4 separate regions of the Mus musculus genome follow, and all the other regions are linked to region 1. Evidence: chromatin contacts called from public Hi-C and promoter capture Hi-C data. All regions are on one chromosome and are shown on one strand. The core of a region is the stretch at or near the end of the contact, and the rest is flanking DNA. Distances in the headings are between cores, read along the strand shown.

Evidence for each region. Promoter capture Hi-C pulls out the DNA fragments that hold promoters and counts their contacts. Hi-C and Micro-C count contacts between places; a contact is called where the count stands out from the background.
Region 2: a Hi-C map of CD4 T cells shows a contact between it and region 1, with 4 times the contacts expected there. The contact joins the promoter of Tsc22d2 here to the promoter of Rfxap in region 1.
Region 3: a contact with region 1 is called in a Hi-C map of CD8 T cells, with 5 times the contacts expected there. The contact joins the promoter of Eif2a here to the promoter of Rfxap in region 1. A contact is called at or near these places in 1 of 39 promoter capture datasets (pre-B cells) and 1 of 484 Hi-C or Micro-C datasets (CD8 T cells).
Region 4: a contact with region 1 is called in a promoter capture Hi-C map of pre-B cells. The contact joins the promoter of Noct here to the promoter of Rfxap in region 1. A contact is called at or near these places in 1 of 39 promoter capture datasets (pre-B cells) and 1 of 484 Hi-C or Micro-C datasets (CD4 T cells).

Annotation. Positions count from the first base shown.
Region 1 is chr3:54,804,050-54,809,576 of GRCm38.p6, forward strand. Rfxap (regulatory factor X-associated protein) reads right to left here and starts at 3,742. Exons shown (of 3, transcript NM_133231.2): 1 at 3,150-3,742; 2 at 1,311-1,418; 3 at 1-526. The coding sequence starts at 3,626. The coding sequence ends at 416.
Region 2 is chr3:58,413,343-58,419,273 of GRCm38.p6, forward strand. Tsc22d2 (TSC22 domain family, member 2) reads left to right here and starts at 1,378. Exons shown (of 4, transcript NM_001081229.2): 1 at 1,378-4,271. The coding sequence starts at 2,347.
Region 3 is chr3:58,521,773-58,527,686 of GRCm38.p6, forward strand. It overlaps Eif2a (eukaryotic translation initiation factor 2A), which reads left to right and starts at 4,049. Exons shown (of 14, transcript NM_001005509.2): 1 at 4,049-4,314. The coding sequence starts at 4,287. Serp1 (stress-associated endoplasmic reticulum protein 1) reads right to left here and starts at 4,112. Exons shown (of 3, transcript NM_030685.3): 1 at 3,638-4,112; 2 at 3,311-3,386; 3 at 197-2,096. The coding sequence starts at 3,721. The coding sequence ends at 2,056.
Region 4 is chr3:51,221,948-51,227,814 of GRCm38.p6, forward strand. It overlaps Noct (nocturnin), which reads left to right and starts at 2,500. Exons shown (of 3, transcript NM_009834.2): 1 at 2,500-3,340. The coding sequence starts at 3,157.

The DNA of each region.
Region 1 (5,527 bases), core at 2,492-4,991:
GCAGCCCTGGGTGATTGATATTACTGTTACTTTATGACTTCCACAGAAAGCAACTGGCTCATTCGCTTCAGTAGGCATAACTGAAGAAAAACAGTAAACACTATAAAGGTGTTTTTTTCCAAACTCACAGTGATATGAAACAATTAAATGCAAAAATTCAATATTTATTTATTCTCAAATGTACACACACATTTACAGAAAGTAGTTTCTCTCTCTCTCTCTCGCTCTCGCTCTCTCTTTTGAGACAGGAACTTGCTATGTAGCCCAGGCTGGCTTTGAACTTGGGATCCTCTTGGCTCAGTTTTCCAAGTTCAGGGGTTCCAGGTGTGCCCCCAATGTCTGATTACCAGCACTGTCTTAGGCTGAAAGCACCCATGCATCGCAGTAAGGTAGCGCGCAGAAGCCTCCGTAAGCCTCACACTGGCGCTCCTGGGAAATGCTGCTGTCTTTGCTCCAAAACTTGCTGATTTAGTAGCTGCTGCTGCTTCTGTAAAAACTGGACAACTTCTGGACTTCTTAGTAATGACTTAAAAAGAAAAGAGTTTTGGAAAAGGGTTATTAATAAAATGCTCTATCTGTTTTTGGTTTAAGAACAGGTCATACACCATAGACAGGCAGGCTTTGAGCTCACAGCAATGCTCCTGGTCTGCCCAAGTCTTTCAAGTGTGGGGATGCTTTTATAACAAAGTATCAGCCATGCTGACCAGCCTTTTATATCTGATGTACTTATTTCTCCAATAAAATAAGTTGAAAATTAGCATTGTCTTTGTTTACATTCTTGTATTGTCAAAGTTAAAATCTTTTCTTTGTGATTCTTTAATATAATAAAACCTCATTGTAGAAGTTTGAGATAAAATCTAAATTAATTTTAAAAAATCTAATATTCTGCCAAAAAACTTACATATAAAGTATATCATGAGTTAAAGTCTCTCTCTCTTCTTCAAATTACCATCCAAATATTCCAATATCTTATAAAACAGTTGCCCCTTTCCCGATTGACTTTTGGTAATTTCTATCAGTTGTATATTAGAGACCCTTATAAACTATTAGTAGTTGTATCTCAGTGCCTTTACAGTACTATTCCGTGTACTTAGAGTCTGTTTTAAAAATCTCATCTTGCTCAGTCAAAGGTCAGTCAGTGAAGAAAACAGGGCTAAAGGTGTTCCTTCCACTGCAGTCCAGGAAGGGGTAGGAGGGGTAGGGTGTGAGGTTCATTGTGTCCAGTGACACAATGCAGTTCTGGAAAAACAGTTCCACTGAAAACAAGCGGTTTTCACTAACAGATCTACAACCACTCAACAAGCACTTACCAGTCTTTTCTGATTTAACACTTGCTCTAGAAGAGTAGGTCTTGCAGGGCGATCACCAAAGGATCCTGTTCTCTGTTTGACAATGGAGAGTATGTTGTCTGTGCTTTCCTGGGATCAAAGATAAACATTTAATACGGTGTTGTAATCCACAACAGCAGGTATTTCAGTGATAATGAACATCTCTCTCTTTGATCTTTCTCCTTTTTTAGGTTCAGGTTCTGTGGAACTTTAGGAAGGCCTGTAGATAAGTCACAGGTACTGGCAGTCATTTCTAAGTAAATGCCCTCCTCCCTGCAGGCACCCTCCTCCCTGCAGGCTTCCCAATCTAGGATCTGCAGTCTCTTGCAAGGTCTCAAACTGAAGCTATTTGGGCAGAGGGGAAGTTTAAATACCTGTGGCCTGTTTTCACTGTTGCAAGAGAATGACAAGTGACACCGAAATCTCACACGGAGCAATCTTTAGTCCAAACAGTCTGCCTGCTTTTGGACAAAATAAATTAACTCAGAGGCAATCTACTGCTAATGAGATACTGGATTCATACCTGATTCACACCCACAAGAAGAGAGAGGCAGTAAAATACTGGTTACAGAAGCAAACAGCTTTCAGAGTAAACTGGGTGGAAGGGGCTAGAAATCACAGCTAAGAGGCCACCACTACAGAGCCAACAGGCAAATTCTGCAACAGCAACCTGTCCCCGAGACACTGAATCCCATTTCAAATTAGTAATGCTTAATCCCATATATGAATGAATCTAAACACTGAACTTCTCCTCACATAAAAGAATGCTGCTGAAGTTAAGTGAAACACTCTGCCTCTGGGAAAGCTTTGGCCTTTTATCTACTGGCTTCCGAGTTGTCTATTAAAACATCCGCGTCGCACCTTTATCGTGAGATGCTTAGCAAACTTTTGTTATAAGAAGGTTTCCATACATACATGTTTTAGGTCTCAAAATATTAAAAACTCTAAAAGAGGATTCTAGTATCACAAAAGCGAAGATTTTTTTCTTCTTCTAACTCTCCCCAGTTACCCTATTTATAGGACCGCTTCCTTTACATACACAGTACATGGAATGCTATAGCTGACTTGACTGTAGAGAACCTTATGTCTTCACAACTCCAGGCCTTGCACTGTGTAGGTAGGATAATGCTAATACCACAAAAATCAGACGTTTATAGTAGCAATAATTTTGAGTCATCTAGGCCAAACTTCCACAAATGTTAGAAGTTCCCCTTCAAAAGGAACTTCTGTGGTAAGGAGTCTTTCTACTTTTTACGGGTTTTGTTTTGTTTTTTAAACAGCTCTAATACTTAGGTGGACTTTGCTGGGTCTGAGCTGAAATGCACACCACTTATAATTTTCACCTAACCAAAATAAATCCGAAGAAACACTAATTGGGCATTATCTTAAGGGCAAAAGACGAGGGAGCCGAGACTTAAGGGAGATGAATAATGGACCTAAATACAGACAGCTAGCAGCAGAAGCCCAATTGCAGGGCACTGGCGTCTCTCTTCCAAGCTTGACTTGAATCAAGCAACCGAGCAACGCCCATGTGTGCTGTAAGTTACTACCCCACTGTCAATCCAACTTTTCTCAGGGGCCAGGGAGTCTAAGAAAAAAAAACAAAGTCACCAAAGTTACAGAAAACCAACAGGGTGTGTCAATGTGCCGGATGCCTCGGGGTAGACACTGGGAAGGGTTTACTAAGGAGAGGTGTAGATCACCTCCAAAGTGCCCATGTCAGCTGGAGCAGAGGATGAGCCCTTGGGGAGACCCTGAGTGTGTACCAAGTAGGTTGGCACCCATCTGCCCTGGCCCCGGGGCCCCGAGGAGCAAGCATACCTCCAGTTTGACGTTGCCTGTGCTGGCCGCGGACGGGCCGCCAGAGCCCAGTGCCTGGTCGCTCTTCTTCTTCTTGTACTTGTCCTTGTACATCTTGTTGCGGTGCTTCTTGCACATCCAGGGCTTGCGCTGCTTGGCCACCTGGCTGGTGGTCTCGCGGCAGCCCTCGTACGTGCAGGTCTTGGAGCCTCGCCTGCGCGCTGCGCCGCCACCCTCCGCGTCCTCGTCCTCCAGCTCCTCCGGGCTGGCCGCACTCTCGCCGCCGCCCGCCGGGTCCGATGTGTCCAGCAGGTCGGCGTCGTCGTCCCCCGCCTCGTCCTCGGCGTCTGCCGCCGCCTCACTCCCCGCCAGGCCCGGCCTCAGAGCGCCGTCCGCCTCGGCCTCGTCCTGCCGCATCACCAGCACCGTCACCGGAGGGGCCGTCCGGGGACTGGCGGTGCTCGGCCCCGAGCCCTCGGGCACAGCCTGCGCCTCCGTGCTGCCGCCCGAGCCCGGGTCCGCCACCGCGGCCCGTCAGCTCTTGAGAAACACAACCGTACTCGACAAGCGGCAGCCCGCCGCACGTCCCGGAGCCGAACCGCCAGCACTGCACTGCGCGTGCGCCGTAGCGGTCCGCGAGCCTCTGCTTGGGAACGGCGAGAGGGGCGGGGTTGAGCAGGTGCGAGACAGAACCGACTGCGCCTGCGCGGCGGCCATCCGCAAGCGATTCCTAGGTGCAGGCTGACCAAGAACCCGGCTGACAGCCGGTCGTGGTGGCGCATGCCTTTAATCCCAGCACTCGGGAGGCAGAGGCAGGCAAATTTCTGAGTTCGAGGCCAGCCTGGTCTACAAAGTGAGTTCCAGGACAGCCAGGGCTACACAGAGAAACCCTGTCTCCTTCCAGGCGGGGCGGAGCGGCTGACAGAAGTCCCGATTGCGCATGCGCAGCTGTCCTCCGCTCGCCTGGCGCTCACCAGTTGGAAAGACTGGAGAATGGAGACTGGAGGACGGCCAGGAGACACTTTCTGCCTGGACCCATCCTCCCTGACGGGTTCAAAACGCGTCTCTCCTGGAACGTCTCTGGATAGATTAGGTTCCCGAGAGGCCTGAAGAGGAGTTTGAAACAACTCGAGGAGGAAACGGTTTATTTGGCTAATGCATCCCAGTCAAGTCCCATGGGGACATGGAGGAAAGCTTGCTCACAAGCTCTGGTTCGCCTTAGGGTTTCTACCCAGTGCGGACGCTCCTGCCTTTTCTGACATTCCCAGTAATGAGATTGTTGACTCATGTGACAGTTCTGTTTTTATTTTCCCCACAAGCTGCTCTCTGTCTTCCATAGTGGGTGCTCGGGTTGGCGTTCACACTAGCAGTGTAGGAGAGGTCCCTTTTCCCGTATTCCCCCAACCCCCGCCAGTGCTCGATAGATATCTTATCTCTGATAATAACCGTTTCATCTGGGATGAGATAGATAACACTGTTCTTCAGGATTAGGGATGTATATTACATACACCTGTTGGTCTTTGCATGCTTTCCTTTGTGAACCAACTACATCGCCCATTTCAATAGGATTATTAGGTTATTATTATTGTTATTACTTATTTTTATTACGTTTGTTTGAATTCTTTTCTTTCTTTTTTGTTTGTTTTTGTTTTTTTGAGACAGACAGGGTTTCTCTGTATAGCCCTGGCTGTGCTGGAACTCACTCTGTAGACCAGGCTGGCCTCGAACTCAGAAATCCACTCAGAAATCCACCTGCCTCTGCCTTCCCAGTGCTGGGATTAAAGGCGTGCGCCACCACGCCCAGCCTTTGTTTGAATTCTTTATTTGTTTGTTTATTTATTTATTATATGCAAGTACACTGTAGCTGTCCTCAGACACTCCAGAAGAGGGAGTCAGATCTCCTTACGGATGGTTGTGAGCCACTATGTGGTACCTTTGGAAGAGCCGTCGGGTGCTCTTACCCACTGAGCCATCTCACCAGCAGACATTCTGATGTTAACTACTCATCAAATGTAGCTTGCAAACATTCTCTCCCATCTTCGACACGGTGGGAAGCATGGCAGTGTCCATGGTGCTGGAGAAGCGGAGAGTTCTACATCTTGTTCTAGGGCACACAGAAGACTCCCAGGCAGCTAGAAGAGTCTCAAAACCCAACCCCAAAGTGATGCACTTCCTCCAACAAGGCCACACCTTCTCCCACATAGCCACACCTCCCAGTAGTGCCATTCCCTGGGCCAAGCACAGTGAAACAACCACATGCACTAATCTTAGAGCTCACTGATTGGTTAGTTTGACAAACTCTGTAAATCCAGCAGTAGAACCTGCCCCATTCCTAGGGTTGCAGACATGTATGACCATGGTGGGCTTCCGAATGGGTGCTGGGATGAAATTGTGGTCCT
Region 2 (5,931 bases), core at 128-2,627, 3.6 Mb after region 1:
CTTCTGCCCCCCTCAAGAAGCAGGGATGTTACTGTGAGGTATTGGTTTATATACTGACCTCTGTCACTTGGGTTTGAAGGACAGTTTCTATTGAGTTTAAAATATCTATCTCCATACATTACAGCTAAATACCTAGAAAGTGTTGTGTAAATTTTAATTTTCAATCCGTTTTTGGATCAAAGAGTTCTTTAAAGATTAGAGAACTGAGTAAACTACTTTAAACGAGTCAGCCTGATATGATCTCTAAAAGCTGCAACAAATCTGACATCTTAATTTCCAGCAAAACTTCTCAGATTTTAGCTAACTTAGAGTTGTTTTCATGTGTCAAGAGTTCAAGAGTGGTCGGTGTTTAAAATAACATCCTCACTCTCCCAATGTGGAGACACTTGCCAGCACTTGGGAGGCAGAGGCAGGAAGCTCACTACAAGTTCAAGGCCACTTTGGTTTAAGTAAGTAGCCTGGGCTACAAGAGGTCTCATAACAACAAGACTCGATTTTGATTGGGAAGTAGCTACAAGATGGAAAAATTCAGTGGCACTTTCAGAGCTGCTGTCTGACTTAGTAGTGGAAGAAAAAGGTATTCTCTTACTGTGCATGATCCAAAGCAAACCAAAGAACAACATGGCTCTAACAGGAGCCTTAGAACAATCAAAAGAGCTACACTTATTTAACACTGTAGGCTTTTCAACGTTGGAACCTATAAGCAGATTTCATGTTCAACGTCTCGAAAGTTTAAATGAACTCTTCCAGCCTTGAACCACAACAAGTGAAAATTTGGAATATGTTATTAACTCCTAATCTTTTTCGAAACCGACTTTACTTTGGGCAAGTAACCATCCCTGTCGCCGCCGCTTTTTATAGACAGAATTTCTGTCTGAAAGATCATCTTTCTAACTCAGTCTGGCTTGATGTTCTGTGTTAGTCACCCTCGTTTCTCTTAAATCTCACTTCTCCCACTATCCTAGTTAACATATATTTTCAGGACTTTTAACCCGGTTCGCTTTCTCCAGCTATGCACCTCTTCGGCAGCTGGATCGCCCTACTTTTTTCCCCTATCGCCCAGGTTCCTCTAAGACTATGCTAAACATTAGACCGAGCACATGACCTCCAGTCATCCAGGATCGCCACACGCCGGCCCTAAACCATGCGATGCCCCAGGCTTACAAATTAAAACCGTCTTCTGGCTTTTCCTCTCCTAGTGAACCTGCAGTGTGGAAATTTAAATTTAAAAATTTTTTAAATAAAAGAACCCGCTCCCTTTTCTCTACCCCCTTGGCCCCGCCCACGAACCCCCCTCAAGCCTCCACGCGAAGCCGCAGGAAACCGGAGGGGGCGGGGCGGTGACGTCACGACGCCGGCGCGTCACGGAACGGCGGCGGCTGCGGCGCTGGCGGTGGCTGCGGCAGCGGCGGCATTTTAGTCTGCGGCGGCAGCGGCTGCGGGGCTGCTGCTCCTCCCAGCATCCCTGGCGCGGCCATTTCAGCCCCATCTTGGCCGAGTGGAGGGAGCTGCAGCCGCTGCTTCAGCAGTTTGAATTTCTGTTTTGTTTTGTTTTGTTTTTTCCCTCCGGAGTCTCCGAGCCGGCCGCGCCGCGGAGAAGCGGAAGGCGCCGCCACCGGTTCCCCTCACGCCGCCGAGCACCTCCGCTCGCTTGCCGTTCCTTCAGCCGCCGCCGCCGCCCCTCACGCGCCTCAGAGCCGCGAGGAGGCCGGGCCCGCCGCCGCCGCGGGTGGCTCCCTGAGGGAGGCCAGACTGCCGGCCTTCCCCGCCCCCGAGCGGGCTTCCGCCGCCACCGCCGGCATGGCCCCCGGACTGCGCTCGGGCTAGAGCCCGGGACGGAGGGCTGCCTCCCGCCGCGGACCTCCAGCCCCGTCCGTCAGGAAGCGCCGGTCCCGGCCTCGCCGCTCCGCCTTCTTCCTCCGCGTCGCCGCGCGGGAGCAGCCGCGGGACCCGGCCAGGAGAGCCCGAGCGGGGCAGAACCGCCCCTCACGCCGCCGCCGCCGCCTCCTGCGCCCTGCGCTCCACCCCCAGCCGGGCCTGCTGACCGCGCCGAGCGCCGGGCTGGACTGACCGCGGAGGCTGAGCTGTTGGAGCAGCCGGCCCGCCCCTGGACCACGCTCGGGCCGTCGCTGAGGAGTTGAATTGAGGCACCCCTGCCGCGGGAGGTGAGGAGGGAGGAGGAGGATGTCGCGCCGAGACGCCGGCGCCCAGAGCAGCCCGTGACTTGGCGGCGTGGGCCGTAGACCCAGGCGCGAACTCGGACTTTGTCTTTGGGGGCCCGTGCTCGGCCCTTCTCGGTTTCCGGTGGGGTCCCAGAGGAGCCTCTGCCCTCCAGCCTCTTCCACCATGTCCAAGATGCCGGCCAAGAAGAAGAGCTGCTTCCAGATCACCAGTGTCACCACGGCTCAGGTGGCCACCAGCATCACCGAGGACACCGAGAGCCTGGACGACCCGGACGAGTCGCGCACGGAGGACGTGTCCTCCGAGATCTTCGACGTTTCCCGGGCCACGGATTACGGCCCGGAGGAGGTGTGCGAGCGTAGCTCCTCGGAAGAGACGCTCAACAATGTCGGGGATGCGGAAACTCCCGGGACCGTGTCCCCGAACCTCATCCTGGATGGGCAGCTGGCAGCCGCTTCAGCTGCGCCCGCCAACGGAGGCGGCGGTGGCGTGTCGGCCCGGAGCGTGGCGGGGGCACTCGCCCAGACCCTGGCGGCGGCCGCCGCTTCGGTGTCCACTCCTGGGCCGAGTAGTGCAACTCCATCTCAGCCCCCTGCCACTTGTAGTTCGCGTTTCCGCGTGATCAAACTAGACCACGGGAGCGGGGAGCCGTACCGGCGCGGCCGATGGACGTGTATGGAATACTACGAGCGGGATTCGGATAGCAGCGTCCTCACCAGGTCCGGGGATTGCATTAGACACAGCAATACTTTGGAGCAGACTGCGGAGCGGGACAGCGGCCTGGGAGCCACCGGAGGGTCGGTGGTGGTGGTGGTGGCCTCCATGCAGGGGGCGCACGGGCTGGACTCGGGAACTGACAGCTCCTTGACTGCTGTGTCACAGCTACCCCCGTCGGAGAAAATGAGCCAGCCCACTCTCGCCCAGCCGCAGAGTTTCAGCGTCGGGCAGCCGCAGCCTCCACCGCCCGTAGGTGGGGCTGTGGCTCCAAGTTCGGCGTCGCTGCCGCCGTTCCCGGGAGCGGCGACCGGGCCGCAGCCAATGACAGCAGCCGTTCAGCCAACCCAGCTCCAGGGAGCCGTGGCCGGAGGCGCCCTCCCCGGGCCTGTCGGTCAGGGGCTGCCGCCGCCGCCGAATGTCAACCTGGCGCAGCCTGTGGCCCTGGCAGCTCAGCCCGGCCCGGCCGGCGGCTCCTCGTTGTCACAGCAGTTCGCCTATCCCCAGCCTCAGATACCACCCGGGCATTTGTTGCCGATGCAGCCATCCGGCCAGAGTGAGTACCTGCCGCCGCACGTGGCCCTGCAGCCGCCAAGCCCTGCGCAGCCCTTGTCTACCAGCGCTAGCGCCACCTCTGCTTCCGCGGCCAGCTTTCCTCTGGGGTCTGGCCAGAGCGTCTCCTCCTTGGGTGCCCAGATGATGGGCGCCTCCGCCCAGCCCAGTGAAGCTGTGGCCCCGGGTCCGGTTCCTGTAGGCCAGGCCGCTCCTTGTCAGCCGGCCGGAGTGGCCCCAGCTGCTCTAGGAGGCGTGGTGCAGCCAGGCTCCGGGCTTACTGGGGTTGGGCAGCCCCAGCCCGTGCAGCCTCCGCAGCAGATGGGTGGCAGTGGTCAGCTGCCAGCCGTGCCTGGTGGTCCTCACACCGTGGTGCCCGGAGTTCCAAACGTGCCTGCAGCGGTACCCGTTCCAAGCGTGCCTAGTGTGCCCACCACTTCTGTTACTATGCCAAATGTACCCGCGCCTCTGGGCCAGTCTCAGCAGCTGAGCAGCCATACGCCAGTCAGCCGGAGCAGCAGCGTCATCCAGCAAGTTGGTTCACCCTTAGCTCAAGGCACACACAGTGCACCAACAAGTCTACCACAGTCTGACCTAAGCCAGTTTCAGACTCAGACCCAGCCTTTAGTCGGGCAAGTTGACGATACTAGAAGAAAATCAGAACCCCTACCTCAAGCACCACTTTCTCTCATTGCTGAAAGTAAGCCTGTTGTGAAGCCTCCAGTTGCAGATGCCCTGACAAACCCTCTTCAGTTAACACCTATGAACAGTCTGGCCACCTCTGTATTCAGCATAGCTATTCCTGTTGATGGTGATGAAGACAGGTATGTACATTTTTTTAAATTTTGAATATCTGATAGAGTTGCTTGCCCCAAATATCTTAAGATGCAGTTTGGGGAGTTTGTTTCCACTTAGGGTCTTTATTTTTAAAACTTAAATTTGGTAAAAATCAATTCAAAGTTTTGAAGTAAGGAGACAAAAGTCACGGGATTTTTGTTGTTGTTGTTTTGTTTTTGTTTTCTTTTTAAGCAATTAAATGGATAGTGATTCAACATGATTGATGTATTTCAGCTTAATAGTTTGAAGATGAGAGCTGGTATTGCCCCCCCCCCCTTCAGTAAGAAAGAGGGTCCCTTTCTAAGGTAGTAAATTACTTTTTAATGTTTATGGTAGAGTTTTGCCTGAGTTGGTAAGACTGAAAACCAGAAAGCCTTTTCCTGGGGGCAGGGAAGTGATGGAATAGAAGCAGTCTCCATCAGTGAATTTGGAAGACTGGAGAGAATGATAAAATGTGAAGTCTAGCTTTGACTATCCCTAAGTGAGTCTATAGAAGGGGGTCGTGAGAATTCCCAGTAACTTTTCAAAGATAATATTTTTGTTTAAGCAAAAGAGGAAAAAAAGCAAAGAAAAAGTACTGGGAAAATGGATGTTCTCCTATCAGTCTTTAGTGTAGGAAAGGGAGGTGTGGAATGCTTAAACAGTAGTAAAAACTAGAGTTTTGAAATGTCTGTAACCAACTCCCTCTACCTAGAGTGTAAGGATTGCTTTTTTAATAGTTTAGGTAAAAATTAGTGTATTACTACACTATTCAATAGTGGTGGTGTTTGGTTGTGGCCTACTTAGGAATTGTAGGGGGTTTTTTGGTTTGTTCTTTAGGAGCTGTCACATAGACCTTTGACATTACATAATTCCAACCTTGTTAAAAACTTAATTGCAGTTTAACACTACATTAAAAATTACAGGGAAAGAGTTGGGTATCTTCTTACATTGTATGTTTTTGAGAGAGGTTAATTTTAGGAGCTAAAAGGGTCAGAATTTGGTATGATCTAGAATCGTTAGTTATGTAGAAGACTACCATGAAATAATAAAGCTTCTCTTCAGCATTTTAGACTCACACAGCCTTAACTTTTGACTTCCAGTTATCCTTGTTTTATTTTATATATATATTTCTGCTAGTTTAAAAATGCTGACTGGAATTCATTCATCACTGTTTTTTGTGATTCAGAATTCATGATTTTTGTAGTCAAGTTGTGGGAAATCTGTTGCACTTGAGAACTCAGTGTTCTTAAGTGTGCTAGTCGGCCAGCCGGTCACTGAAACATTTAGTGGGATTAAAAAAAAAAAGAAAGAAAGAAAACTGACTTCATGAGCAACTCAAAACAACAACAACAAAACCCCCTCTGTTCTCTAGTTGCTCCTATTTTCAAGGGTAGGGCCACATATAACAGGAAGGTGGAGTTTACCTTTCACCTTTGATGGTGGTCAATAGCACCTTATCTTTTCTAGCTAGCAGCAACCTCTATTTTCTAAGTAAGTTATCTTTCACTTACCCTCTTTGATCTATACACTGTCCTGTCTCTCTTCAATTATGACTTTTCCCCAATCTCTTCTTTTACACATAAAACCTATGACTGTGAATGGAAAGTACATCTTTCCTCTTCACACACTTTACAGTTTACAACGTCTACAGTTACAGTCTTCAGA
Region 3 (5,914 bases), core at 2,799-5,298, 3.7 Mb after region 1:
GTGTGGTAGTCCTGGCTCTCGGAGAATTCACTCTGTAGACCAGGTTTATCTAGAGCTCAGAGCTCTGCCTGCCTCTATCTCCCAAGTGCTGGGATTAAAGGCATTTGCAACCACTGCTAGGCTAAGTACAGGCATTCCTTTAAAATAATTTTCTATAAACTATGAAAAGTATTCAAATAAAAACTCTGCAAAATCATTTTCTTTTACAACAGCATCAAATATCCAGGGAACTTTATTTTTAAACCATAAATCAAACAGACACAACTTTCATTGACCCAAATATGCATAATCCAACCTGAATATAAAATGCACTGAATAGGTAAATTACATGATACAAAGGGAATGTAATTTTACAAATGTGAAATGATTGATGGCTACAGCAATTTAACAAAATAATTAAAACATTGTATGTTTAAAAACAAGAATATCTTAAAGCCAATTATCTATAGTAAACCAAGGGAAATTCTGGTATGGAATGATTTGATTCAAAGGAAATAAGGCACCTGCTATAAATTTAGAGAATATCTTTCACTTTTAAAGTTATAGTAAAATAGAATTAGTTAACCAAGACTGGCTTCAGAGGGAACCAAGTTCAGGGATTCACTTACAGGGTGAAAAGAGGCAGACAACAGTCATGACCCTACAGACCCACAGCCAGCTTTCTTTCCTGGTCCGATACAGGAAAGATTCCTGTGCATCCCGACCCACTCCTTCCCTTCCTTCTCCTCTGTGTCCAAGGGGGTCCGAGGGGATCCAAAGCCCTGTGAGGTTTACACTGCTCTCAGAACAGGGGCAAGTTTCCCTTCTGTTCCTTTGAAAACAGCGTATTTCAAAAGAGATCTCCTGAGGCAAATAACAAAGCAAACATAAGCAGGCTTCTCTCCATTCATAAACAGATATTGCTTGGTGTCTGCACCAAGTTCTGGCTAAGTGCATAAATAGGACTAATTGTAGTTTTCAATAGTACCAGAAAATGTCAAACCTGCCTCATTACTCTCACCCTTACTATTAGTAAAAAGAAAATGATCAATCACAACCTACGAAGTCATACAAAGGAAGACTAGACTGATCCTCATCAGTAAATTCATTTCATTCCAAATGCTCATTTAGATCGATAGACCTAGAACCCTAAGGGCATTTCAATCAAAACTTTAGTTGATGTGCCTTTTTGGTATTAAAAGTGCAATTAACATGCTAAGATATCATATGGCACACGGGACTCCACATGTTTCGACAAGGCATTTAGTTCTTGTCTTTCTCCGTATCTACACAGTAAACCCTTTGATAATTCTGATCAGTATGACATCAGCAAACCATCTCTAATTTCATTTCACCATGATAGCTTTTAGTGGAACTGCAATCACTTTGATTAAGTTAGAAAATGTTCAATCCAGGCTCGAATGGGACCCTAGGTGACTATACTTACTCATGCAAAATTCAAGGCTGTGTAACAGAAACATTATCATTAGAAACAGATGCAGCTGTAAGCATCTTTACTTACAATATGCCCTAGAAGCTTTTAAAAAGTTTTAGGTGACAATGATTGTGGTAAAACTAAGCCGTGTAGGTGACCATTTAAAAGCACCTTATTATAGGACAGTTACATGTCCCTATAATGGAGTGTGCTTTCCAATTCAAGAGTAAAAAGGGCATAGCTATAGAAAACCATAAGATTCCAAAATTTAAGCTAATTGCATTTACACATTAGGGTTAACAAAATCTATACCCTGTCTACACAGATTTAATCTAATTAGTCATGTTTTAATAACCATATAAAACTCATTCTGTACTGAATAAGTATGGTCTACTACTGGAACTTAATAATCAAATTTTATTGCTTTATTCATGTGGTGCTTTTGCAAGGCACTGTGGCATGGACTAGCAAACCTGGAATGACTCTTGAAGACACCTTGGAATGACACATGAAGGCGGATATGAAAAGTCATTCTGAGGCAGGCCGATTTACTCAATGGTTTTTAACTAGGGCATCGAACATCAGGAATGAGTTCAAGTTAAAATTCACAGGAGAATGGAAAGATCTCAAGGTCAGTCACTTCACATGCCCATCCTGATACTTTGAATAATCTGGAAAATTGCTGTGAAGAGAAAGAGCAAATATTAAAACAAGTTGAAGAAAACAGGCCTCTCAACTAAAAGTCATCTATTTACAGCAGCTGCAGACTCCAGCGTGATCGTACAGTCAGTTACAAATGCTAATCTAACTTTACGCTAATAAAAAAGTGAAGCAGGTTTATCATAATTAAACAATTCAATGCCTTGAAGTGATTATTATCTCGTGGTACTGGGGATGGGACCCGGGGAGGGCCTGATGCATGATAGGTAAATACGCTGCAGCTGAGCTTCACATCGAACTCAAATTATTTCCTTAATTGCAGCTCCTTGACTTTTACCTATAAGATGTACAAGAGATATTCCAGATGTGAAATTATTTTAGCAATAACTTGAAAGCACCAAAACAAACACGTTTTTCCTACTATTAATTTATTTCCAACATATCCTTAAAGGCCTGGTTTCCTAACACATGCACATTTCTTCATTCTCACACAGCTGAAATTCAATAATCTTTTTGTGTTACATAAACTGGTTGGCTCTTGGCCACATATCAAGAAAGCTTCCGGTTGTTAAGTTTAGAAAAAAGGCAAAGTGAAATGTTAAATGAAAATCTCAGGAACTGTAGAATGCGGCAAATAAAAGCATCTGTCTCAATAACAGCAGCTTGTCTATTAAAGCAGCAGGCAGAGCAGGAGGACAGTCTGTAATACATCCATCCGCAGGGGCAAGAGTCTATCATCTTAAAACCAGGCTGTCTTAATAACTAATCTTACCTGAAAACACTTGTCTCATACATTAAATATCCCAGCAGGTATGTTTCCTCTACAGAAAATCAATTCTTTGTACTACCCTTACTTTATATACTTAGTTTTTGACATAGAGACCTTAGGTACTGGTATCGTTCAGTCCTGTTCTAGTATCCAGATGTTCACGATGTTCGCTAAGTTTTTTGCAACACTATCGATAATAAAGTTACAATGCAAATCAGAGATATTTGGTGCTTAATTTCTTCTAAGGGATCATTAGGAAGATCTAATTTCTCTCTCTCTCTCTTTTTGATCTTCAATGAGCATAAATCAAGGTAAGAGAAATTTCTGGGGCACCACCCTCTGTGGTACAAGTTATCCAGTTCACTAGAAACAATTCTCTTAGCAGGTGGGTTGAGAACCACGCGGGTAGGTAGGACTCGCCACTCATCCACGTCATTCCAAACCGCGAGAGCCCCCCAAACACTTACCAGAGCCACAGACAACAAAAATGAAGAGGGCCAATAACCAGGGTCCTACCGACGCCTTTTCTTCGGGGGCATTTCTCTGCAAAAAGAAAAAACCCGGTTTCAAATGCAGAGAAAGCACTCTCGGATCCCGGGCTCCCAAGGCCTGCACCCCAGGCCAGGTGGCCGGCCGGCCGACTCACAGATCTCTCCCCCCACCCCAGATTCCACCGCAGCGGGAGTCCGGAGTCAGGCGGGTCTGGGGAGAACTCGCCGCGGCCCCGGCCGGGCGCGGGGCGCGGGCCTCGGCTCCCGGCCACGACATGGAGCGGGGTGCCCACTTTCCCTTACCGAGGTCTTAGCGACGTTGCCGCGCTGAGTTATGTTCTTGCTGTGCTTCTCGTTGGCCATACGGATCCTCTGCTTGGCGACCATTTTCGCAGCGCCACCTGCCCCAAGAACCTCTCGGACTCGCTCGCTCGCCGGTCCCGGGCCACCGGGAGGGAGGCTCGGCTCTGATCGCGGTGCCTACGCCGTCTACAGCCACTGGGCCGGGACGCGGAGCGCTGGAACACCGGCAGCCGCCGATCGCGGCGGTCTGAGCAGCCTTTGGGGCGGCGTGCCGGGGAGAGCGGGCCGCAGGGCCGAGAGGCAAGAGTCCAACCACCGGACAGTGCAACCGGCAACCTCGAACTAGTTCGGGTTCGGCTGCCAACGTCAGCACTGGGCAGACCCCGCCCCGCGGAAGTGTGGACTCCGCCCGCTCCGGAGAGGGAGGGCGAGCGCCGGCCGCCACCGCAGCCAGGCTCTTCCCCGCTCCGGAAAACGAGGAGCCAGAGCTGCGCGTGCGCGCTCGGGAACCAGACGTGGATTGGCCCCGAGGCTGGCGGCGCCGGAAACACCGACTCGCAGACTTTGCGCTTGGGGAGACGTGTAGAGGCCGGGTTCGGCCTTTCTTGAACTCTCACCCCAGCGCGTGGGTTTCTCTTTCCGGGACAAGATGGCGCCGTCCACACCGCTGTTGACAGGTGAGTTCCAAAAGAGCGAGAGACTCTTCCTTTACGGTGATTTCTTTCTGTGTCTTCGCGCTGGAGAATTCCTTAGCAAGCCTTGGAAGTCCGTCTTGCCTTTCCTCCTGGAAGGACCAAACTGTCTTTTAGTTTATTTGGTAATAGCATCCCAATGGGAAGTGAAGTCTCCGTCCCCAGTAGTCCCTCCTCCCAGTTATCCATCCATCGTTCTTCATCTTCCATAGGAATAGACAGGTAACAGAAAGTATTAGTTTGATGTGTGACCTGTGGTCTGCAATGCCGGGTGTTGCTTGGACCCTTCTTAATAGAAGAAACAAGACTCTTCACACCGAATTCATCTGAACTTAAGTATTATTAAAAATTATATGCTCCCTTATTGTTATGAGGTTTGTGGGAGTTGATAGGGAGCAAGACATTGCTAGTGTAGGTTAGGTTTCATGCTGAAGATGTGGCTTAAGGTGGCGACAGTGAGCAGGATAATGATAGTCTAATGTTTTCGATTGAAACAGCTGTGAGACAGTATTTAAGAAGTAGAACATGAGAAGACGCTAGGAATTTAAAGCTGACACATATTGTGGTGCTTAAACAACAACAACAAACTTGGACAACACTGGGAAAGGTGCTATACTATGTTATGGCTTGGGTATGTAAGTTTGAATAAACAAAAGATTCAAGTAGAAAAGAAGTGGGAAAGAAAAAAATCGTTGATAACAATGTAAGAAGAAAGATAGCATCATTAGGACGAATGTCTTATTTTTGAGAATTGGAAGTTATGTCCTCCTGAGACACGGCAAAGCTTTTATACTTCTGCCAGTCTAGGAATATACATTTTTAAGAGCCATGCTTATCCTGTTCAGATAGACTATCATAATTTATTCGCCAGATAGTTATGAGGTGCTAGTTGCAATCTTCTAAACACTGCCAGATAGTTGAGATTGTTTTCTTTTGTTTAGATTATTTATTTATTTATTTATGCGTCTGTATCTGAGCGTGTGCACAGGAGTACAGGCCTTAAGAGGCCCAGAAGAGGGTGTGGGCTTCCCTGGGGCTGGAGTTAGAGTTGTGAGCCTCACCTTAGATGAGTGCTGAGAACTCTATTTATTTCTTCTTAAGAGAAGCAAGTACTCTTAATGCTGAGCCATCCTCCAGCCCCCTGACACTATTTAAATGGCATAATTATGTAATTCAATAAATTGCTTCTCTGTTACTTAAAAGCTTTACTACTAAATGAATATTTGAATTCGACCTAAAAATTAGTACATTAAAAAGGGATTGAAGTTCTGCCCTTTTGAGACAGTGTGAAGTCCATCCTGTTCAGCCCAGCATACGGATCACTATAATCTTAGTGGCACTAACCTTACTGCATTGGCATCGCGGCTTATTTTGTGTTCCATCAGTACTGAGTTGTTAAAGCCCTTTAAGTTCTTCTTCAGAATTATCCTCTTCTTTCTGTTGACTTGGCAAGCTACTTCCAAGCAATTTACCACACTTTCTGCACGGGCACGGTCGCTTTCTGAGCTATTTTTCACTCTTTTTTTTATGTATCACAAAGGAAATGCTCTATTTGTTCAACTATTTTCCTTCCCTGCTAGACTGC
Region 4 (5,867 bases), core at 1,250-3,749, 3.6 Mb before region 1:
AATGTCCCCTGAATGTTGGAGGACATGCGACAGCTGTCCTGTTTATGACTGGGCACTCAAGAGTCACTTAACCTCTGTACTTTTGATTAGTTATGAGTCTCTGCAGTCACCCGCTGACTACTGCAAAAAGAACCTCCTCTCAGCAAAGCTGACGGCAGCAGTAACGGGCAGGAACATTGCTATTTAGAAGGTAATTAGAAAGGCACATCATGTCCACTTATCAAAACAATGGAAGTAGCTTACCTACTGGACTCTACTTCAGGCTTTGGAACAGGTTCACAATAGCAGAAATGAATTCCCTCCTATCGGGCAGGCCTCGATGCCAATCAGAAAACGGTTGGCTACCCCTGTAACAGTCCTGACACGTTGTACCAAGAGGTTGTTGTCTGGTCAGTTGATGTTGCACATAGGGTCCACAGCAAAGGCTGTTGGTGACAAAGCTCCCCACTCCCCACCCCACCCCCACTCGCCCCTGCTCCAGCAGCCTATAGAATACCTTGTGTGCGCTAACTGGGAGGAACCTTCCAGTCCGGTTCCAGCTGGATCCCTCCATGTTCTGTGACTAACACATATGTCGACACTTCAGGGTCTTATCATTTATTTCTGGTAGGCAGCCAATAGCAGTGGCAATTGCCTGTAGTGTTTTAATGGCTTCAGGAGCTACTATATGTACAGTAGCCCATAGCTGGCACTGGGCGCTCTAATAGCCTATGGCTTGGGTGGGGAACAGCTTTATCTACCCAGGAAACTTCCACTCAAGCTACTTTTTTTAAAGATTTATTTATTATTATATCTAAGTACACTGTAGCTGTCTTCAGACACACCAGTAAAGGGCATCAGATCTCATTACGGATGGTTGTGAGCCACCATGTGGTTGCTGGGATTTGAACTCAGGACCTTCGGAAGAGCAGTCGGTGCTCTTAACCACTGAGCCATCTCTCCAGCCCTCAAACTACTTTTAAACTTGTTAATTAATTCGCTCATGGAGTATCTAATTTCCTTAAGGCTGTCTCATTCATTACAAGTTCTGGTTGACCCTCTCTGCTCCCTCTGCTGTGCTTTCTTGGCTACTGACAAACTGCTTACAGGAGTAAGAAAGGGAAGGGGGGGGAGAAAATGTGGTGTGTGGTGGGGGTTGGGGGAGGGAGGGAGTCAGCATCCATAGATCCATTACCTAAACTGTAAACCAACTGCTGTATTTTGTTCTATCTGCAAAGCACTTGCTACCTTCTTATGACCCTTTGCCTTGCCTAATGACTCATGGGCGATTGATTGCTGTACAGATAAGAAAACTGAGCCTCAGACGCTAATAATGACCAGCTAAGGAGTTCCTGGCCCCGATGCTGTCATCGGCTTGTCAGCTGATTCATCCGTATCCTGTGGGTGTTAGATGTTTTAGGCCAGGTCTGGAAAGCATTTTGAATCCTTGGTGACGATACTCATTCAAAGTTTCTTTTCCATTCCCGGTTAGGGTTAGTCACTCCTTACACAACCTACCTGAGGTATTTCTTCAACTCATTCTCTCCTGCTTCCCTCTCCGCCTCCCCCCACCCCTTCCCTCTCCATACCCCCTTAGGTGAGAATGTGAGTCTTGGGCCTCTCAAGTGCTGTGTAAGTGCTCCACCACTGAGCAACATCTCCAGCATTTTCCTGGAACATATGGCATCCGATTAAAACACAGCTCTGACCATATCCTAGCATCCCTGCAACAGAGCTGACAAAAATAAGGGTTTTCTCAAGAGAATGTGGGTGTGTGCATCTGACTCTCAGACTATTGAAACAATGGACCCCCCAAGAAATGGGAATTTCCTTCAGGAAACTCCTGCTGGGAAAAGGAAAAGGCCTTTGCTTGAGGGGGAATTCTTTCAGGAAGCGGGAATTCACACAGTTCTATCTAGTCAGATCGCTTTGACCCGGACTGCTGAGATGTGCATACCCCTGGCCTTCTATTTGAACTTTAATCTCATTTTGGGATCCCAGAGAGAGGTTAACTCTTCGTCCTTCTACCCCATGTGGGCATATTAAGTACATCTCCTTTTTTCAGTTTTGTTCGTTTGTATTCTTGTTGTTGTTTTGAGGGTTTTGTTTGTTTGGTGTTTTTCTGTTTCTTTGTTTTTATTTTGAGACAGAGCTTCACTGTGTAGCTCTGGCCGGCCGGATCTCTCCAGACCATGTTGAAGATCCGGGCCCCTGCCCCAGTGCTGAGATTAAAGGCGGTCGCCCTCACCGCCGCACCTGCTTTCCACTTTCAATTTGGCTTTTTCAGTGGTTTATTGGATGGATAATGCTTTAAATTCGGTAACAGTCCAAATTACGTCTGGCCCATCCCAAGCAGTTGTTTTGGGTTGGGGGGGGTTGTTTTGTTTTGTTTCCCCCCCCCCTCCCCAATTCCCTTAGCCTTCATTTTCCATAACTACAGTGCTGTCTCCCAGGTGTGACTTCCAGCCCTCCAATCAGGGCCCAGCTAGCTCCAAGGCCAATTCCACCAGACCTTCTGGCAGGACTGACGCTCAACGCCCTGCAGTCCGTTTCCGCCTCTCGTGCCTGAGGGGCGGATGCTTGTCGCAGCCGCCACACAAGTAGCCAGCGCGTCCTGGTGCCTAATCTCCTTCAGCACCGCGGAGCGTGGAGCCCACAGCTCGGGGAGGACGTTCTCCCAGACACGCGCTCGCACACACTCAGCGCTGGCACCAACCCGGGATTCCCAGCCTGTGGACGCTCCCATTGCAGCCGGCGGGAGGGGACAGAGGCTCCCGGAACGCCTCTCTAACGAATCCCCGCGGTGTCAGCCAGCCCCCAGCCTCCGCCCCGTGGGAGATCTACAGTCGCTGTCACTGATCCAGACGGTCCATTCTCGGCCGGAGCTGTCCGGGTCTGACTGCGCCCTGGTCGTGCGCGCGGATCCCCCCCTCTGCAGCCACCGCGTGGTAGCGCCCGCTCCGCCGCCGCTCGCCGGTTGCTCCCCGGCGCTAGCTCCCTCGCCTCAGTGAGCCGCCGCTGCTGCCGCCGCCGCGTCTGCCTCCCGGCACAGCTCGCCCGGTCGGCGCCGAGGGACGAGGAGGAAGGAACACCCCGCAGCGCAGCGGTCCCGCGCCACCCCCACCCCACCGTCGCCCGCCCAGCTCGGCCCGGCTCGTCAGCGCGGCGGCGCCCGGCATGTATCAGAGCCCGCGGCGGCTCTGCTCGGCCCTGCTGCTCAGGGACGCCCCCGGCCTGCGCCGCACACTCGTGCCCGGCCCGCGCCGAACGCTCGCCCCGCCGGTGCTCGGATCTCGGCCCAAGTCCCCGCAACTGCAGGCGGCGGCGGCCTCGGGCGCCGCGAGGTCGCGTCCCCGAACAGGTGAGCGGGAGCGCGGAATGAATGGGCGCCGCGGGCTGGTCCCCTGCGTTCACCCCGGCGTCGCGTCGGGAGGGAGGGAACGCCGCTCAGGGGGCCTCGCTTTCCGCGTTCGTGTCTGATCCCCCTGAATCCCCGGTGGCCACAGTGACCCCAGTCGCTAACGTTTTGCTTTACCCCTCACCCCCACCCCCCGATGCAGGGCGGTAACGCTTTGGTTGCAGACGGCTTGTGGACATCCTCATGAAGGGGAAAAAATATCTAAAAATGGCATGATCTTGGGTTTGCAGGGCCTACAGGCTCTGAATCTTCTCAAAGCCCTGGTAGTAATAGCACATGTTAACTCGTTACGCTCATTAATTTATTTATGTTTTGGAAGGGGGGGAGTCTTCCACTTCGTCTTAAATCCCTGGTAAATCAACCTTTCATGAAGTCAGTTCTGTACATCATCTTGTGTTTTTTAAGTGTCTCCTTTCTGCCTAAAAGCAGATTGCGACGGTCACAAACTACATATAAATCAAGTATGGCTTTTAAATGAGTAGTTTCTCCCTCAAATCTAGCAATTACTTAATGTAGGCGCTCCTTCAGAACCAGCAATTATTCCATAGTACTTTTCTAGAAAGTGTAATTTGGTTGTTACCTCAAATTAGGTTATTGCCGTCTAACATTCGGATGCAGTAACCATCCTTATTTTACTAGAGTACATTTTGAGAGAGTATTGGTTGAATTTAAGGACAGAGTGTACATTAGAACGTATAGGTTCCCTGTGGTTGTCTTTTGTTGCCTTTTTTTCCCCCCAAGACATGGCCATGGCTGTCCTAGACCTTGTCTATGTAGACCAGGCTGGGTTCGAATTTATAGAGATCCACCCGCCTCAGCCTACCGGATGCTGGGATTAAAGGCTAGCACGTGGCGCCAAGTTTCATGAGGCTTTCTTTAACGAGTTATCGCAGGGCAGTGGTGGCCCACGTCTTTAATCCCAGCACTTGGGAGGCAGAGGCAGGCAGATTTCTGAGTTCGAGGCCAGCCTGGTCTACAGAGTGAGTTCCAGGACAGCCAGGGCTATACAGAGACAGCTGTCTCAAAAAGGTAGGAAGGAAGGCAAGACTTTTGAAAGTCCAGGGTCGTGCCCCCACCTCAGGGTCTATAGAACCTTGGTGGGTTGTGGAATAACTGTTGGGATGGATAGCATCCCAGTAACACCATTTTCCTGTTGCTCGTCTCAAGGAGGAACATTGTTAGGTTTGGTGGTGGAAAGGTTGGCTGGTACCAGCCCCCTCCAACTCCTTCAGAAGCCGGATTTGTCATTAGGCACATCTGTGTGCACAGGTGGGTTATGTAGTTCAGAGCAAGGACAGCTGTGGTAATGGAGTCAAAGAGTTGGCAGTGTGAGGCTTCTGACCGATGTCTAATGCATTTCTTTAAAAGTTAATTGAAACCCCTTGGATTTATGGGTAAAAACCTATAGATGGAAGGAGGTAGGGTAGGGAAGTGGTAGACTGTGGGTTTTACAATAGGCCCTAGCAGCAAAGAAAGAAATTGCAGGCTTTTTTGTGGTACTTAAACTATCTTAGACAGCACAGGGTGTAGGCAGGTTTCCTGTTTCTTGCAGCTTTGGGGGAAAGATACAGTCATTGATTCGTTGCTCATTCTTATGCCGTGTCACTCACTGTAGAAGAGTCTGTAATATATTAAATTGATGAGTCTAAGCTTTAGGTTATTCAAAGAGCTTACTTCCCATTAGGAAGTGAGATTTGGGGCTAAGGAGATGGTGCAAATGGTGAAGATGCAGAAGACCTAAGTTCAGTCCACATGATGGAAGGAGAGAAATTAAGTCCTTCAAGGTGTTGCCAGGCATCCACGTGTGCCTACACACATACAACAAACTCTCGGGATTTTTAGATTTGGTTGTTCGTTTGTTTTGTTTTGTTTTGTTTTGTTTTAAGAGGTGAGATTTAAGCAGATGTGGTGATTCAGGCTGGAACATTTCTTTTTTTTTTTTGTTTTGAGAGTCTCAATGTAACCCTTGCTGTCCTGGAACCCTGCACCCAAGTGCTGGGATTCAAAGTGTAGCCTGACCAGGAGCAGATCTTGAATTCGAGGCCAGCCTGGGGTACAGGTTATGGTTCCAGTCCTGTGTTTTTTAAGGGGGGGGGAGCTCTCACAAAGGCCTGTGTCATTAAATGAAACACCTTTTAGTCTCATAGTGACATTTTTGCTGTGACAAGGTGGAGGTGACCTGTAGTGCTAACTCTTGATACTTCCGGGGTTCACTCAGGCGGTCGCAGCATTCAGGACTAGACTTGAAAGGAGAAGATGCAGCTTGAGGTGCTGACACAAACCTTTAACCCAGCACTCGGCAGGCGGGTCTATGCGTTCGAGGCCAGCCTGGTTTACCGAGTTCCAGGAAACCCTGACTTAAAGAAAAAGAGAAACTGGTTAGGGTTGAAGGTGAACCATTCAAGGAAACAACGCGGAAAGGAAAGGTAAGAAGAAGGACATCTAAGGCGTTAAATGAGGGTGGAGAAGA